2 separate regions of the Sus scrofa genome follow, and region 2 is linked to region 1. A link is a contact called in public HiChIP or PLAC-seq data. All regions are on one chromosome and are shown on one strand. Each heading gives the region's core, a stretch centred on a gene start, on an enhancer-like site or on the middle of the called end of the contact. The rest is flanking DNA. Distances are from core to core; before and after follow the strand shown.

Region 1 (3,197 bases), core at 156-2,655:
AGGCCATAATTCAAGCTTTGGAAGCTACTTGATCTCTGGGGCAACTGCTGAGTGCTGCTGCAGCAGGAGAGCAGTGGGACACATTGTAAATGGACCAGCACACCGTGTTCTAAGACAACCACTGATGGACACCCAAGCTCAAATTTCATATAATTTTCACGTCACCAAATTTTGTCTGTCTTTTGACTTTTTTCAACCACTTAAGAATGTAAAGGAGTTCCTGGTGTGGCTCAGTGGGTTAAGCACCCATGAGGATGAGGGTTCGATCCCTCGCCTCGCTCAGTGGGTTAAGGATCCGGTGTTGCCACGAGCTGTGATGTAGGTCACTGACATGGCTTGGATCCCGCATTGCTGTGGCTGAGGCCATGGCTGGAAGCTGCAGCTCCAATTTGACCCCTAGCCTGGGCTGTGCCCTGGTGCAGTTGTTAAAAAGACCAAAAAAAAAAAAAAAAAAGAGAGAATGTAAAAACCATTCTTAGCTCCTAGGCAGCAGAATGGATCTGGCCTGTGGGCCCTAGTTTGCAGACCCCAACTTAAAGTACACAACTAGAGCTCTATTTAACCCATTATTTTGATAACACTTAAACCTGAATTTACAACATTATACTTATAACAGTACAATGAGTTGCATTACTAAAGAATATATATATGTCTGTATATATTTATATATATATATTTTCTCTTTTTTGGCTGCCCCAGGCCAGGGATCACATCTAACCCACAGTTGCAACCTATGCCACTAGCTGTGGCAACACCCAGATCCTTTAATACCTACTGTGCTGGGCTGGTGATTGAACCTGTGTCCTGGTTCCACAGAGATGCTCTGGACCCCAGTGCACCATAGTGGGAACTCCAATATTTTATTTCTTTCTTTTTTTCTTTTTTTTGGGGGGGCCACACCTGCAGCATTTGGAAGTTCCCAGGATAGGGGTTGAATCTGAGCTGCAGTGGCCAGGCTGCACCATAGCCACAGCAACATAGAATCTGCAGCTTGCAGCAATGCCATATCCCTAACCTGCTGAGCAAGGCCAGGGATGGAACCCACATCCTCATGGATACTAGTCTCATTCTTAACCCGCTGAGCCACAACAGGAACTCCAAAGCATATTTTATTGACAGATAATGAAGAACCAAATAAATATCGTTTGGCAGATACTTTGCAAATCTCTAAGGCAGAGAAAGTGAGACAGAAACAACCCTGGCGGAGATGATGAAAGAGCTGCAAACAAAACCTCTGCGTCCTGATGGGAGGGAACACCCAGCTACCCTGGTTTATGCAGCCCCGGGCACGGACAAGGCTCCTTCTGGAGGGGAGGCAGAAGACCTGAGGGGACACCTTCCTGCGTGGCAGAAACATACTCCCTGAAAGAGGAAGCTCGACGCAGAGGGAGTAGGAGCTAGTAGGAGGGGCCCAAGTAGGAAGTACACAGGCTACGTCCATGAAATAAAAATAAGAAACAGACTTGCAGGAAAGCCAAAGAGCAGTCATTCAAGCCCATAATGCTGACAATGTAATGCCTGCTCACAATGGCACCAAGGCACGAGGAATGTGGAAGTGATTTCAAACGAACAGTTAAGAGAACCCAAAAGGTTCACTCTAGATCAAACTACCTTCAAACACCTAAAGCGACGTCTGGGAGAAACAAAAGAATTCCTCTGGTCTTTAGAGGACGGGACCAGGATTGATGTGCAGAGGGGGCTGATTTCAGGTTTGTTTTTTTTTGGGGGGGACATTCTGTCTAGCTAAAGTTAAAAAATGGGAGTACTTCCTTGAAAATACCTTACACACAATGCTCTCTGTTCACTGATGGTACTTGGACAGAAAGGAGGTGACCGTCAGAGACAAGGATGATGGTCACCCAGGAGAAAGCCGTCATCCCATTCTACATTCTTATTACATTTTAATTTTTTTTTTTTTTAGGGCCACACCCGCGGCATAGGGAAGTTCCCAGGCTAGGGATCAAACTGGAGCTTCAACTGCCAGCCTACACCACAGCCACAGCAACATCAGATCCGAGCCATATCTGTGACCTACACCACAGCTCACGGCAATGCCAGATTCTTAACCCAGTGAGTGAGGCCAGGGATCGAACCTGCATCCTCATGGATACTAGCTGGGTTCATAACCTGCTGAGCCACAATGAGAACTCTATATTTTGAAATTTTTTTTTTGTTGTTGTTGTTGTTGTTGTTGCTATTTCTTGGGCCGCTCCCGCGGCATATGGAGGTTCCCAGGCTAGGGGTCTAATCGGAGCTGTAGCCACTGGCCTACGCCAGAGCCACAGCAACTCGGGATCCGAGCCGCATCTGCAACCTACACCACAGCTCACGGCAACGCCGGATCGTTAACCCACTGAGCAAGGGCAGGGACCGAACCCGCAACCTCATGGTTCCTAGTCGGATTCGTTAACCACTGCGCCACGACGGGAACTCCTATATTTTGAATTTTGATAACCAGAAAAACACATATGTCCCAGTTTTAGGCTACCTGTGGGCAACAGGCAATCAGATGACGTGGATAATCTATTATTTTGAAGCATCTCAAAGAAAAACTATAGAAAGTATACAGAGTTCGGGGAAGATCACAATAATTAAGGAACGCAAGAATTCAATTATCAGAAAGAGTGCTGGGTAATTAAGACATTTGGGGACAAGATAATGATACACTTATCTGAATGGTGCATATTTTATAAAGAAGAGACTATGGAAGATCTTACATCAGAAAAGACAATCAGAATGATTATCTTGAAAGGAAAAAGTAAAGTAGGACAACTCAGCTATGACACTGTTTGTAATTTTCAGTAACAAAGCAAAACAAAACAAAAACCATGGAATCAGAGGTTAACACCAAGCTTTCAACAAAATCATTAACAACATGACAAAGTGAATAATTAATTAAGGAGAAAGAACCCTAATTAAATTCTTGGGAAATTTGCTCTAGGTTTAAGATTTTAGACAATCTGCTCCAGGCTGTCTTTCTCTTGCTAAAACCAGAATGCCAACTAACTGATCTAAGGGCAATAAAAGCAATTTAAATTTGAACATCCTTTGGTTAAGAATACGCCTGCCACTGTGACCAGCAAAATAGACTCTCTCTACAGGCAGAACCCACAGTGGAAAGGAAAACTGGGAAAAGATGATTGCTTGTGGATGTGGGATCAGAAAGAGAGAATAGAGAAAACACTATTTAATGCTGT
Region 2 (3,576 bases), core at 874-3,373, 290 kb after region 1:
CTTCCATGGGGCATGCTGGCTGAGGCCCCCCCTGCTTCCATCCACTAGTCTGTGGTTGGAACTGGCATCTCCGCCTGCCCAGTCACTCGTGGAATGGCTGGCCTTCACCTTTATCCCTCGTCTTCATCCACAGCATCCACTCCGTTACTCAGTTCTACCATTTTCACCTCCTAAATACTTCCCACATCCATCTCCTCCTCTTCAGCTCCCTCGCCAGAGCTCCAGGTTGGCTTGGCCAAGACTTCCTCCCCAGCATCAGTGCGCAGACTTGATGGGATTCCCTGTCTCCATCTTAGCAGCCTCGAAGCCATCCTCTAAAATACAGATCTAACCTAATCACTCCTGCTTCAAACCCTGCAATGGCTCTCCAATCATCCACCCATCCATCCACCCATCCACCCATCCACCGACTTATCCATTTGTACAGCACATACTGAGTGTCTGTTAGATGGAAGGCACTGTACTAGATACTGGCCCCTAGAGGAACTCAAGTTGCTTTTAGTTTCATGGGAGGAAGAAGAAAAGAGAAGATTTGCTCCTAGTGGGAGGACAGGACTTTAAGAGAGTACACAGGAGACGACCCGACCCAGCCAGAAAAGCCAGAGAAGCAGGGAGGGTGGCCAGGGCAGAGGGGAGTTTCTGTCCATGGAAATGACACAGGGAACAGGCTAAATGCCAGAGAGGAACCTGTGGGGAACTGAAGGTAGCTTGGCACAACGGGCTAGCTGTGAGGAGGGCATGGCCAGAGAGTTAACCACAAGAAGCTAGAGAAACTGCCAACTCATTCAAAGGGAGGTGGGGACAAACAGGGACAAATGTGAGATGTTCCTCAATGCTTGGTCATCATGAGCGCCCCCAAATTCTTTGTTAGATGAATGGATGTGTGGAGAGGTATGTGGGTGGCTGGCTGGCTGGCTGGGGAGGTGGATGAGTAAGATGAGTAAATAAAAGGCTGAGGGGGTAGATGGGAAGATGGTGAGTGAACAGATGGGGAGATGGCTGGCTGGGTGGGTGGATGGCTGGCTGGGTGGGTGGATGGATGGTTGAGTGGGTGGATGGATGGCTGGGTGGGTGGATGGGGTTTTGAGGTTGGGCGCTAGGACCATGGAAATGTCATTAGTAGAAATAGAAGAGGGAGAGGGAGGAATCGCTGTGACCTCCTCTCCAGCAGCCTGGCATCTGCTTAGGCTACCTAAGCTGGTCGCAGAGGGTCCTGCGTTTTCACCCAGGCCTTATCCCAGCCAGGCCTCTTTCCTGCCATTCCCCAAGGACAGGCACCTCTGCATGGATTCCACATCTTGCCAAGAGCGTCCCTTCTCTGCTTGTTCTCCACAGAAAGCTTACTCCTCAAAAAGCAAAGGCACAGTGAATGCAAAGCATCCTGTAAATGGGAAAACAGAGTCGGGACGGAAGGACCAAGGGTGAGAGCCCTCCGCGTGCCAAGGACATTTCAGCACATCCGTACTCTCCCTCAATACCGCTCTCACTGGCACCCATTTTACAGATGGAAAAACAAGCTGCTCAAGATTCCACAGCTACAATGTGGTAAGGCGGGTTTTGAACTCAGACTGGCCCACGTCCCCCTTTACACCACGCCATCTTTCTCTTCATCACACCTGCTTGGGAGCAACCCCCCCCCACCTCCAGACTTCATCAGGCTCTAGTCCCCCTAGATGCCAGCACAAGGCCCCCAGGCTTGGTCTTGGGCAAGCTCCTTGGCCCTGACGGATGCTCTGCCAGGTCAACCACTTCCTCAATGCCCACGGAGGAAAACCTCCTGTGTGCCCAGGGCTTGGTGCTCCAAGGGGGTGGGGGGGGTGGAGGCGGGCTTTGGGGCAAAGACTCCCAACACAGAACCACTGCAGCCGCCTCGCTTTATCATCCAGCTCAGAAATGGAGAGCCTACCCCGAAGCAATGCAGCACCTGTAAGCAAACCTTCCACAAACGCCCATCAGCACAGAGGACTTGAACTTCCAAGAGCAGTTAAGCCCCCGAAGAAGGGAAGGGCCTCTGACTCAAGCTACGGGCTGCCTGCACATTCCCAGCCAGAAGGCGGAGGTGCCTGCGCCTTCAGCCGGCACATAAACAGTGATCTAATCTGTCGCCTGGCTTTTCAGAGCGGTGGCACACTGACACGCACAGTTACTCTCTGCTCAGGGGAGCCCCCAGCACACAGAGCCGGGAGCTTCCTGCCCGCCCTGCTTCCTTTCCCTTTTGCTGGTCAAACTTGCACACTCTTTAAAAGGGCTGTTTCAGTTTCTGGGGCTCTTTTCAGAAGCTGTTGATGTCTTTCTCTGAGACAGGAGTAGAGAGCAGGCTGCATTTTTTTTTTCCCCTTAGTCCCCAGTTGTCCCCTAGACAGCCTCGCTCCAGCCACAGAGAGGAGACGATCTCAAGTCTAAGCCCCCGAAACGGTTTCAAAGTTCAGTCCCCTCTGGGCTCCCAAAGTCGCAGTGAGTCCATGGCGCTGTCCCTGGGAGCCCATTTCACAGACTCGGAAGCCCGGGGAGGCTAACCTCGCTGCTCACGGCCGCACAGGAAGGCGGTGGATCTGCATCCAGAGCCCCGGCTTCTAGGCACCACCTCACTGCCTTTGAGCTCTCTGGACCCCAGACCACAGCAAGGAATGCACTTGACCTTGTAACCAGCACACAAAGACATCAAATGCAGAGGACACACACACGGAGACACACACCTCCCGGAGCAATACTCACCCTACCACTTGCGAGCTGCTCAGATCATTTCTACTCTCTTTTGATTTTTTAAATGCAGGTGGTGAGCTACCAAACTGCTTTCCTAACCCACTACTGGGTCATGATCCCGGTGTGGAAACAGCTGGACTGCCGCCCGTGTGCTCAGCCTCTGGAGCCCAGGAAGGGGGAGGAGCAGGCAGGAGCGGCAGCCCAAGGGGATCCGGGTCCCCGCTGACTCTGGCCGCCGCCGCTGCAGCTCTGCCCGCAAACCTTAGACAGCCGGCTTCCTCCTGCGCCGGCTCGCGGAGACCTTCGGGTGGGGAGGAGACTGCACGCCCCTGGCGGACCCCCGGGGCGACCCTGCAGCCGGGACCCAAGCTCCCCGCTCTGGCGATTTCGCGCAGACCACGCCTCCCAGCTCGGTCCAGAAAATCCCAGCCGGAGGCTGCCCATTCCTGAGCTGAGGCAGAATCATGGGAACTCAGATCTGCTGTCAGGCTGGGTGGCCGCAAGGAACCCTCGGCAGCCAGAGGATGAGGGCGGTGATGAAGGCAGCAGGACTGCTCCCCACCGCCCCCACCCCCAGGCCCTGGGGCTCCTTTCCACAAACCCAAGATATAACGACCGACCGACTTGGCAGGAGGGCCAGCGTCTGAATTCGGGGCAGGGACCCCAGGGACTTGGGAGGATGCAGGAGGAGCAGGAGTGCTGATTCTACCCTCCCAGCCACCTTTGAGCACCTGCAGGACCCCAGGAGGTACAGGATGCTGAGCCCTGAGCCAGAGGTCCTCACTCGAGCCAGACAGGGTGTCGCTGAGGTAACTAGAATATTCCACGGATACAAGAGCCACAGGACAGCAGGCAAGGGCGGGGGAAGCTGAC

Evidence for each region. HiChIP or PLAC-seq counts read pairs in DNA pulled down with a chosen protein or histone mark.
Region 2: an H3K27ac HiChIP or PLAC-seq map of alveolar macrophages shows a contact between it and region 1. The contact joins two enhancer-like sites. A contact is called at or near these places in 2 of 5 promoter capture datasets (fetal liver and liver) and 1 of 2 datasets of contacts at active chromatin or transcription factors (alveolar macrophages).

The regions. Positions count from the first base shown.
Region 1 is chr7:112,603,391-112,606,587 of Sscrofa11.1, forward strand. All of the region lies in intron 7 of RPS6KA5 (ribosomal protein S6 kinase alpha-5), which reads right to left. Among named protein-coding and RNA genes, the nearest start is that of TTC7B, 86 kb to the left of the region's middle. Within about 2 kb of position 1,406, at least 5 of the 83 cell types and tissues checked have an H3K27ac peak or open chromatin away from gene starts, as enhancers often do. A contact at or near this core is called in alveolar macrophages, where this site is marked.
Region 2 is chr7:112,894,233-112,897,808 of Sscrofa11.1, forward strand. The region is part of intron 1 of GPR68 (ovarian cancer G-protein coupled receptor 1); the gene reads right to left. Among named protein-coding and RNA genes, the nearest start is that of GPR68, 8.2 kb to the right of the region's middle. Within about 2 kb of position 2,124, at least 31 of the 83 cell types and tissues checked have an H3K27ac peak or open chromatin away from gene starts, as enhancers often do. A contact at or near this core is called in alveolar macrophages, where this site is marked.